3 separate regions of the Muntiacus reevesi genome follow, and regions 2 and 3 are each linked to region 1. Evidence: chromatin contacts called from public Hi-C data. All regions are on one chromosome and are shown on one strand. The core of a region is the stretch at or near the end of the contact, and the rest is flanking DNA. Distances in the headings are between cores, read along the strand shown. Region 1 holds the start of CCAR1 (cell division cycle and apoptosis regulator 1). Region 2 holds the start of HERC4 (HECT and RLD domain containing E3 ubiquitin protein ligase 4). Region 3 holds the start of PBLD (phenazine biosynthesis like protein domain containing).

The links. Hi-C and Micro-C count contacts between places; a contact is called where the count stands out from the background.
Region 2: a contact with region 1 is called in a Hi-C map of muscle, with 3 times the contacts expected there. The contact joins the promoter of HERC4 here to the promoter of CCAR1 in region 1. A contact is called at or near these places in 2 of 3 Hi-C or Micro-C datasets (blood and muscle).
Region 3: a Hi-C map of blood shows a contact between it and region 1, with 2.9 times the contacts expected there. The contact joins the promoter of PBLD here to the promoter of CCAR1 in region 1. A contact is called at or near these places in 2 of 3 Hi-C or Micro-C datasets (blood and muscle).

The regions. Positions count from the first base shown.
Region 1 is chr2:104,290,174-104,293,887 of mMunRee1.1, forward strand. CCAR1 (cell division cycle and apoptosis regulator 1) reads left to right here and starts at 1,757. Exons shown (of 25, transcript XM_065922470.1): 1 at 1,757-1,775; 2 at 3,128-3,250. The coding sequence starts at 3,178.
Region 2 is chr2:103,822,322-103,826,035 of mMunRee1.1, forward strand. It overlaps HERC4 (HECT and RLD domain containing E3 ubiquitin protein ligase 4), which reads right to left and starts at 1,815. Exons shown (of 24, transcript XM_065922430.1): 1 at 1,482-1,815.
Region 3 is chr2:103,999,355-104,003,068 of mMunRee1.1, forward strand. PBLD (phenazine biosynthesis like protein domain containing) reads right to left here and starts at 1,986. Exons shown (of 10, transcript XM_065922443.1): 1 at 1,850-1,986. It overlaps HNRNPH3 (heterogeneous nuclear ribonucleoprotein H3), which reads left to right and starts at 1,175. Exons shown (of 10, transcript XM_065922438.1): 1 at 1,175-1,316.

The DNA of each region.
Region 1 (3,714 bases), core at 507-3,006:
AACTACCAGGTTTTTTGTCTTCTCTAAGCCAAATAGACACTTCCTCCACTGTTCCTTTAGTGAAACGGTTTCTACATCTTTCATCTTAGTTCCCTGACCAGTGACCAGGGATTGAAACCTGGGCAGTGAAGCACTAATTATTAACCATTGGACTGCCAGAGAATGCCCTCCTTCATCTTTATTGATGCTCTTTTAGACAACAACCTGAATAATCCTTTAAAACAGTTGTCTTATAATAACAGATCTTGCGGGTAATTCCTTGACAGTCCAGTTTTAGGGTTCCATACTTCCACATCAGGGTTCATGGGTTTGATCCCTGGTGGGGGAACAGATCCCATAAGCTGCACAACGCGGCCAGAAAACAGAAAACAAACAACAAAACACAGATCTTGGTTCATGACCTTCCCCAACTTAAAACATTCTAGTGACTTACCCCTGTACTTAGTATGAAACCACACTCCTTACTTGGTCATTTACAATAATGTGAAGAATCTTTATATTTACTCAAGGAGATGCAAGGGAATTTCTTGGTGGTCCAGTGGTTAGGACTCTTAAGCCTCCACCGCTGGTTGATCTCTGGTTGGGGGACTAAGCTCCATCTAGCTGTAGAGTGCAGTTAAAAAAGAGGGGGGAAAGTGTGAGAAATTGAACTGTGATATCTGTAATACATGCTGAAAGAAGACCTAAATAATTGGAAAGATATTTCATGTTCATAGAATGGATACTTAATGTTGTTAATCGTGGGACTGTAAACTCGTGTAGTCACTGTGAAAACAAGTTCGCAATTCCTCAACAAGCATAGAATTTACCAGATAACCCAGAATCGCACTATTAGGTATAATCTAAGAGAATTGAAAACAGGAGTTTAAACAAACACTCGTATGTGAATGTTCACAGCAGCATTATTCATAGTAGCCCCAAAGTGGAGGCAACCCCAAAAATCAACTGACAAATGGATAAACAAAATATGGTATTATTCATTTAAAGTAATCGTTTTAGGTATAAAATGAAGTACTAAGGCACGCTACACGAGGAACCTTGGACACCATACAGTAATCACACAAAAATCCTGTATGTTGTATAATTCTTTTTTTTTTTTTTTTAATATTTATTTGATTGTGCTGGGTCTTACTTCTGGCGTGTACGCTTTAGTTCTCTCACCTGGGATCGAACCCCGGGACCCCAGCATGGGTAGCTCAGAATGTTACCCACAGAACCACCAGTCAAGTCCCAGTATGATTCTATTAATAGAAAGTGTCTAGGACATGCTAATCCATAGAAAGAAAGCTGATTAGTAGTTGCCTGGAATGGAGGGCGCGGGGATTAAGGAGGGGCTGCGTAACGGGTAAGAGTTCTTTTCAAGGGTTGGAGGCATGGTGGTTGCACAGCTTTATGTAGTTGCTAAAAGCCTCTGAATTGTACAACAAAATACTTAAACGATGGAATTATGTGTTAAGTGAATTTCACCTCAATTTTTTCAAAAAGTTAGGAAGATGTCACTGGATATAGTCATTCTCCCACGTACCTGAACTACCAAAAAAAAAAAAGGAACCCCCCCCACAAAATGGCGGCGGGCTCACGGATCACATGACTCCCGAAACTTTCCTTCCCACACTCAGCGAAGCCTTTTCCTTTGAGCTTGCGCAGAGATACAGACTCTTGGCTCATTGTTATACAAGGGGCAAGGTAACCCGTCTGAGGCAAGCTCCCATTCCAGCTGCGTAGTGAAAGGGGTGAGCGCATTGACGGCTACCTCGGGAGCGCGCACGTAGAACGTAAGGCCGTATGCGCCGTTCCTCGGAGAGATTGGGGAGGGGGCAGAGGCGCGGAGGAAGAGGGGGGTTGACGCATGCGCTTACGCCTGATGGGTTTGAAATGGCTTCGGTGTTAACCGGGACCGGATTCAGGTGAAGGTTTGGTTCTCGCGGCTGGAGCGGCGAGCGGCCGAGCCGGGGTTCCTGACGTCCTATCGGATCCGCCGAAGCGCCGGGAGCGGCCGTTTTGGTAGCACGGCGTCGGTAGGCCGGCGACGGTGGGGCTCTCGTGGGACTGGGACGGGAGGGACACAGTCCCTTTTGTGCGGGTCGGAGCAGGCCCGGCGCGGCCGGCCCCTCCCCCACCGCCTCGGGTTTTTTTTTTTCGGCGGCCCCTCCGGTGTCCCCGGCAACCCTTGGCTTCAGCCTCTGCCTGGCAGGCTCGAAGGGGCTGCGGGCTGCTGTTCCTCGCTCTCCAGCCGGTGAGGCTTTAGCCTCCTGGCTTCGGTCCGGGACGTCGGAGCCTTGCATGGTGGCACGGGTTTTGGTGAATGGAGGCCTCTCCGCACCGCTGGGGACTTAAGGGTACCGGAGCTTTCGGTATCCCATTCTTTGCATTTCGCCTAGTCTCCGGGACGGAGGATTCCCCCTCCCCTGGTCTGCGGCCCGCGAGGAGCTGGGGCTGGAGGAAGATGGATGGCACAGCCCTGGCTCCTCCGAGGTGTGGGGGGAAGGGAGTGAGTGCGCGGGCTGAGATCTTCGCCTCTTCTGGCTGGGTTTTGGGGGGAGGGGTCTTCGCGTTGGTTCCTTAAGGGGCATCCGTTGTTTCAACTGTCTTTTCCCTCGCGGAAGGGGAGAGAAAAGGAATCCCCAGTTTCTTCCCTAGTCTGGAAAGTAAGGAGATGTTCGTTATTTAAATGATATTCTTGAATACCTTTCTTCGGTGTCTCGTCCCAATTTCCGTTATTGATTTTTCCACTTTTAGCCCCCAGCCCATTGCCAAAAGAAACAAGCAGGCTGTTTTTCTGTTGAATGTAAAGCTGTCTATTTTTTATTGTTAAGAATTGGGTAAAAAAAAAAAAAAAAGAATTGGGTAGAAAACGTCAGACGGTCTTCTGTTTAAATGTGAGTTTGTAGTCGAAGGAAGTGCGTTTCTTGTAAGTCGACCTCTAATGTCATGTATTGAAATTGGCTACTTTTGTGAACTATTTGACGTAAAATGTTTTTGCTGCATATTGGACATTCACGTGCCCCTTGTTATTTATAGTTGGTCTACGAAGATGTCCTTGACAAATCAAACATTTCTTTAAAATAAGACTTTTGTGATGGTTGTAGTTTGGTTGAACTTTAAATTGTGAATCCTTTCTTGATAGATCGCTGCTGTAGAAGACAAACAGGCGAAGGCCCCCCCTCCCCTTTTGTCATGGCTCAGTTTGGAGGACAGAAGAATCCGCCTTGGGCTACTCAGTTTACAGCCACTGCGGTATCTCAGCCAGGTCAGGCTTCCTCTGAACACATGTGCTATATAGATGCCGGATTGGGCATATGTTTTAACTGTGTGCATTAATCTATGCATAATATTGTGAATATAACTTTGCAAAATGATGTATCTTTTAAGATTATCTGTGAAGCGTCTTTTAAAAATTCATGGGCCAGCTAGCGAAATACCTGCTTTACCCAGCAGTTTGGACAATTATATGTAGTCTTTTAAACGTTAAATTGGTTTAGTTATGTTAGAGGTTAGCAGCCACTCATTCATCCTAGTTTACCTCATTTGGCATGTTACGGTGTCAGTATTCATAAGTTATATTTAAAATTAAGTGTATTCATACTTTATGAAAAATTACAAGACTGGTTTTCAGGTATTTGGATTTAAAGTGGAAAAACCAACTCTAAAGAATTTATGAAGCAAAGGAAAAGAATAAATAGATGTAAAGGAAAGGAGCAAATATTTACATAT
Region 2 (3,714 bases), core at 565-3,064, 470 kb before region 1:
AGTAAGATACAAGACATCTGTCCGCTGCCCCCAAAATCAGATGTATACTCAGTGAAAAACTTAAAAGACTACAGAAACATAAACCCTTGCAATCTCCCTCAAGTCACAGAGTAAGTGAATAATTAGACTGTCTAATAATACCTACCTCCACATTAACAGAAAACTGAAGTTCTTATCTGTACTAGAAAAAGCCAATAATGGAAACTTTGAGTTTCCCACAATTTAAAAAGACTCTCTCAACTATTCATAGTAAGAGGTCCAAGGGAAAATTATAGTTCTCTAGTTAAACTCTGATCTTAAGAAAACCACCTCCAAAGATCATACCTTACAAATCAAAATATTAACACTCTGACCTCACAATTAAATTTAAAAACTAAACCAGTGTACCTAATTATAATACAAAAGTATGCAGTTTAAAGATCAAGACTTCTCCCCCCAAATTCAACATTTTCTATTACGAGTGGTAACCCTGACTGAAAAATATTTTCCCAAGGCAATCTACGTCTATCTATACGTCTGAGACAATTATTTGAAAATGGGAGAAAAAACTGCAAATAACATTGGCACTGTCGATTTTTCAAGAACAGAAATGGGGACTGGGACACTGATAGTCTGATGGCGAAATCTGTAGAACTTTCCAGTACACTGACTGAATATTTCTTCGCTTACATAGACACGGTAACAAAGAGCTCACTTCATCTAAACCTACACAGATTTTTAGATACATCGCGTACTAAATAACAATTACAGGAAGCCCGTCTTATTCCCGTTGTAGTCACCCACATTCCTTATACAGAACCTAAGAAGTTTCCAAACCCAACTTTCCTACGTTCAGGCTAGCACAAACGCTGAAGCTGTCTCGTTCCATCCACGACCCACCCGTCAAGAAAAGTTTCATTTCATTCTTTTGGGGCATCTGAACCCGACAGTTCCCGTGAGTTATGCATTGTCTGATCGGGTTTTGCTCTGTTTTTTCAAGGAGAGGACAGGAAAACACCCTTAATTTCAGTGCACGAGGTTTATCCATCCTTTTCTTTAAAAAGTCAGAGGAGTAATAATGAGAAAGACGTCCTCTCGTCAGCAACAGGTAGGGGAAAGAGAAGCACTTTATTCCCATCATTCCCTGAACACACACTCAGAACAGCTCAGGGGGACCGCGGGAGAAAAATCATCTGCACACACCCAACCTCCCGGGCAAGACCAGTCAACTACTGCAGCCGCCCGCTCGCAGGAGCCGCAGAGGCCAGTGGACGAGGCTCCGCACCTCGGCGGCCCTCGTCCCAAGGAAGCCCTTCCCCAGGGAGGTGCGACATTCCAGCCCCCGGGCCAAGGGGCCCGGCACTGCCCTCGTCCCCCACCCCCCACCCCGAGGAAACGCTGAGAAAGCACCCAGCGCCAGGCTGGCCTGTATCCGCCCAGCCTGGCCTGCCCCCTCCCTAACGCCGTCACACGCCCCCGAACCCGCCCGGGCAACGACTCACCGGGCCCCTCAAGGCAGGGGAAGCCCAGGGCGGCTGGGGGCGGCGCCTCCCCCGAGAGCGAGGCAGCGCGGCAGCTGAGGCAGGTCTCCAGCTCCTGGACCCTCCTCCTTCAGCCAGTGGCGGCGAACACCAGCGCTCCTCCGGCGTCGGTGAAGGTGCTCCTCTCTTCGGCTCCTATGAAACTTTACCAGGCTCCTCAGAGAAAAGCAGCCGCCACTGCTGTCCAGTCCAGAGCCAGCCGTCAGCTACCCGGATGGAGCGGGAGGGGAAGGACGGGCGGAGAGAGAAGCGGAGAGGACTAGGGGTGGGGAGAACTGGGGGAGAGACTGGGGAGGAGAAGGGAGAGGGGGAGGTGGTAACGCGGGGAGGGGGAGGGGCTGGCCGGAAGTGAGTCGCAGAGCACGCGCGCGAGCCCGCCCACTTCCCGGCCCGCGCGCCTGCGCCGGAATCCTCCCAGGGTACACAGACCCAGGCGCCTGCGTAGTGTGCTGTTTTGCGCTGCCTTTAGAGGAAAAAGCCAAATGCTGAAGTTAGGGTTCGCACGACGAGCGGAGGCGTTTGATGTGTCTTGTAACAGCGTTTCAGCGTGCACAAGGACCTTTTAGTGAAGAAATCTCTTCGGTTTTTGGCTAGGTTGTCTTTTTCCCTATTGGTTCCAGTCTATTATTTTATTCCCCCTTTATCCAAGGTGAATTTGAAGTCGCAGAAAAAAACATCACCAACATGTAAATAAAGGCTGGTGAAGTCTTATTTGACCCTTAGCCTCACATGGAGCTAATCTGAGCACGCCAGATGTATTCACAGCAATGATGGAGCCTCCTGGCGTTAAATATCAACACAAGTTCATGCTCCCGATAAAGTGTTGGCTGCCATCACTTTCTGCACTCTTTCTTGAAGATAAACATATTATGCAGGGCCTCTTTCATTCAGAGAAAATTAAGCAATATGTGTGACTGGAGTTCCAGCCTCACATAAACAAACTGCATTTCCTAGACCAGTCAAGAGGGGAAACTTAAAACAAGGCACTCTTGAAACTTTGTCACACTTTTCTAGTACCTTAACTTCAGAATGTTGAGAACCTAGAAAAAAATTCCACAGTAAGCCATTATTTCTTTTATCATTGAAAAAATATATCTCAGATTGGAAAGTGTCTGTGCTAGACTACGTATGTATATTAGTTCCTTAGGGATGCCATAACACAACACCACAAACTGGATTTCTGCTTGCTTAAAACAACAAATGTATTGTCTCACAGTTGTGGAAGCCAGAAGTCTGAAATCAAAGTGGCAGCAGGACTGGCTGTCTCCGGGGATCTCAGAGAATTTTCTCCATACTTATCTCCTAGATTGTGATGGTTGCTGACAGTTCTTGGCATTCTTTAGCTTGTAGAGGTAACACTCTAATTCCTGCCTCCATCTCCACATGATTTTCTTCTCTGTGCCTCTGTGTCCTTCCCTCTTATAAAGACACCAGTCCACTCCCACCTAATCGATTGTGACCTCTTTTTTAACTGCATTGCATCTGCAGTGACCCTATTTCCAAATAAGGTCACATCCTCAGGTACTGGAAGTGAGGACTTCAATTGTCTCTGGGCAACCCAATTCAACCCAGAACCTTATTTCTGTATATTACAGAAATAAGAGTAAAAATTACAAGGTACTTAAACAAAGAAAGCATAATTTCAATGTTGGGAGTGGTGATGATGCTCATGAAACATACTTAATTCTTATTCTGATAGCTTCATTGCCCTTGTAGGGCTTCTGTTGTCTTTTAACCTTCAGGACTTTATGCCTCGGAATGTATCATTAAAGGGGAAGTTGTGGGATTTGAGTCTTCAAGGTATGTAATAGATGCTGCAACAAATAGACACTAAATATGAGTGTTAATGTGATGAGTGTTTTTTTTTTTAACCTTTTAAACCTTTTTTTACCTTTTAAACATTCCAGTGAGTATTCCTAATGAGTGAAAACTGATTTCCAGGAGCTCCAGGAGATGAGGACACCAGGAGCTTCTTAAAAGTTTTGTCTGGTCACAGACTTAGAAAAGGAATGTATGGACGGGGGAGGGATAGTTAGGAAGTTTGGGATGATCATGTACACACTGCTGTATTTAAAATGGGTAACCAACAAGGACCTATTGTATACTACATGGAACTCTGCTCAACGTTATGCGGCAGCTTGGATGGAAGTGGGGTTTGGGGGAGGATGGATATATGTGTGGGATACATGTGTAT
Region 3 (3,714 bases), core at 736-3,235, 290 kb before region 1:
CACCCTCGACGGGCTTGCAGTGTCTGTACAAAGTCTCTGACTGGATATTTAAGGCCTAAAACCTAGTTTTGTCCACATTCCCAACCTGCAGGAACATCTGCGCACTCACACTCATTTCCGTCTCTCCCCCGCATTTGATATACGTTCCTTGTTTGCAAGTTAACTTTCACTGATCTCGTTTACTCTTTAACTTGCGCTGATCTCGGTACTAGGACTGCCCTCCACTCTTCTTACAGAAATTCGGCTTTTTTTTTTTAACCCCAAAAGCTGTCACTAGGAACCTTAGTGGTATGAGACCCAGCACAACCAAAAATTATTTACTAGTTGTCACTTGTACACGCATTTTTCAAGAATGCAAAGCAGTATTCGGAAAACAACTCAAAGTCGGGCGACGCAAGCGGTAGATGGGTAGCTGAAATTACAAAGTGGGAGAGATTAAAACCAAGAGAAAATGCAAAGGAGAGGAGGAAGCGAGGAGAGATTTGCCTGGAAACTTCAATAACTAACACAGCCCGCCCCTAAAGAGGAACACTTTAGGGCGGCTGCGCCGTCAACGCCAAGACCAGGGGAAGAGGCCCAGCCCAAGTCAGGGCCTGGTGGTCACTTTCGCATCTTTCCAGCCGAGAAGCCCTACTCTTTTCACTGCATAACACAAACATGGTGGACAAGAAGAGCCCTCCCCACTTTTGGCAGCCGAACCACGTGGGGCCCCTTCCACGCAGGTGACGCTGGGTAAGGGCGGGGCCTCTACAGAACTTGTTCTCTGATGCTCTGCCGCATCAGGAACTCGTTCGTGATGCGGCAGAGCATCAGAGAACTTTTCCACACCGGGACACCACGGGTTCCTGCAATACGCACGGATATCCTCCTCGAGAGAGAGCAGAAGGGTTTGTTCCGAGAATTTGATGGCCTTATAGTAAGCCAGAAAGGTGGAGTTCGCGGCCTCTTTCTCTAATTTGACCAACACCGTCTTCTCTCCACCTCTTGCCCAACTAGTCAGCCGACCAACGCGCAAGCGCACTTCTCCCGCCGGCGCCAAGGCGAAACCGACTCTCCTGTCTCGCGAGAGCAACTGTTTTGTCTCGCGAGAGCGGGGCCGGCCGGTCTCCCTTGCTCTCGCTCCACCCACTTCTCCTCGCTCGCTCTCTCCCATCCCCCCAAGCCAGTAGCTCTGCTGCGCAGCTTCCTTAGCGGTTGCCCCCGCTAGAGACGGTTGGAAGAACCGTTGTGGGGGCTCTACCCGAGGCGGGCGACTTCTGCTTCCTCACGACCAGACCCCGCGGGCACCGGAGTCGGCGCTACTGTCGCCCGACAGGGTATCTGAAGTAAAAGGGGGTAGGTTGGGCTGGTAGTTTCGAGAGCGGAGTCGGGAGAAGGACGGCAGAGCGACTGGGAGGGGGTGGGGCGGCAGAGTGGGGGAAGTGTAGAGGTCGCCTCCCAGGCGATCTCCCACTTCCAGGAAGGCGGCCTGTCGGAAGGAGGATTAACTCAGGTGGAGTTCAGTGGATGAAGCCGAGCCCCGAAGTGGGGGTCATCCAGCATTTCCCCTCCATTCCCTGCTGGCTTGGCCTCCGCCATTTTGGGTACGGCAGCGCGGCGCCCTCGGCTTCCCGCCCTTCTCCTCTTTCTGCTTTTTGCCCCTCAGCTTCCGAAAACTGACTTAGGAGGCTGGGGGTTGGTTAAAGCTTCGCGCAAGGGATGGGGGTGGGAAGGAAGCGAGCAGGGGAAGTCTGGGCACTTGGGTGTGGGGAGGATCTGGCCTGTCGAGCGCGCTCCCGATGGAAATGGCGCCGGATGGGCCTGGCCTCCTACCGAGGCCTCCCGTCCTCCGCAGTCTCGGCTGGGCTACCTGGGCCGGCGGGACTGCGAGTGACTTCTGACGCAGATTCCCAAGATGAGAGAGGCTGGAGCTGGGGGAGGAAAGCCAATGGCGACGAAGGCGCTCAACTCCTAAATCCAGGACAAAGGAGGCAGACGGCCTCCTTTGTAATTCCGCCGCCCGGTGGCGAAGGTTTTTAAGCCAGGCTTGGCTGCCGGGCTAGGAAGTGGCGTACTCTCCCTAGCTCTTCGGTCTCTAGGGCAGCTAGATAAACGAAAAGTCTCCGGGGCGGAATAAAGGACGCTTAGCCGGCCCTTATATTCCACATTTGGAACTTCGAAAAGAGTACGTACTCATTTTCCAAAGGGTTTTTTTTTTCCCCCCTTCCCATCCTTATCCTAAACTTACTGAAAGACTGGGTAATTGTTTTGTAAGCAGAAAAGCGAGTGATTTCTCAAATAGGAATTTGAAATGGACTTATTTCAGATAGATGAACTATGAAAATAGGCTTTCTGAACCATTGAGCGGGGGTGGGATGGTGTAGTGGTTTTGTATAGTTTGGCAAATACTGGGTTAGAATTAAGTAGGAGTTTTACTTGGGGGAAACAGTTGTTAAAACACCACCAGTGATGGCAAAACTGTGTGTATAGGAATTATTAAGTCTCCAGGGGTTGTGTTTTGTGCAAAGATTGTAAGGCCGTGGAAACAAAATACTTAAAAACACCGTTATGGTTTATTTTCTTTTGGTAGCTAAGCCTGTTTTATATTTGATGTAGGACTGTAGTAACATTTTGACCAAGAAAATAAGCCTGCTCAACAGAAAGACAAACAGCAAGTTCAGTCATGTGATGTTGCGATGGTTTTAGTCCTTAGAACATTGAAGAATTGTGTCTGTAATTTTCATTGAAGCCGTACAAAAGGTATAGGCATGGCTATTTTTACAGCGTTAAAAAAAGCTACAGTTCCTATTGCTGAAGACTTTCTGTGCTTCTCATGGACTTTGAAAAGACAGCCCAGTTTCCTATAAATTATCAATAGTATGTGATGTAACAGCTTCGCTGATTGAATTACCCTAGAAACTTTTTTTCTTGCCCCCTTTTTCATCTGCATGGTAATCTGGAAATCCACCTAATTGCCTTAATATGTTTAATAACTGTTCTTCTGGTGGTGGTGTTTCGGTTAAACAAGTGACTGAACTGCAGAGGCTGGTCGTTCTAGAAAAGAACCCAATCATTTTAGAGGTTTCGCTTCACTTTAGGTAGTGGTGGTGTCTCTTGTTTTTAAAATTAAGGAGCAAGCACAATGAAAGCAGAATGATGTAAAATTTCCGTGTTTTTTATAATTTCTTGACCAAATTTTGAAATTCCTTCTCATTTTTTAGCAGCAGTTGGGCTACCATTTAGAAAGTTACTACTGCATCAAATACTTATTTTGTGTTATATTTATGAAGATGATATATACCTCTGTGTTATAAAGGAATTTTGTCTCTTTTGCCTTTTTTAGTTGCTTTTTCTTAACAGCTTTGGCATACAGTTCCCATACCATAAGTGTCATCCACTTAAAATCATACATTATGTGATCTTTTATGACTGGCATCCTTCATGTAGCATAATGTTTAGGAAAGTATATTTCAAAACTCATAAAGAACTTGACCAAGATTATCCTAGTATTCCAGCTGCTGGTATTTTAATTGGTTCTAACACTAGGAATTCTTTTAAAAAATTAGCCCCTGGACATTAGCCATTAGACACTGTTGCAAAGAAGGGTTGAGATGGATTATCCTGAATAATTAGTAAATTTTACTTAGGTAGTTTCTGAGACAGCTTTATTAATGTATAAGAACAAATACTCTCTTAATGAGTTTAGAATCCGTCTTGGTTTTGTTTTCTAAATAG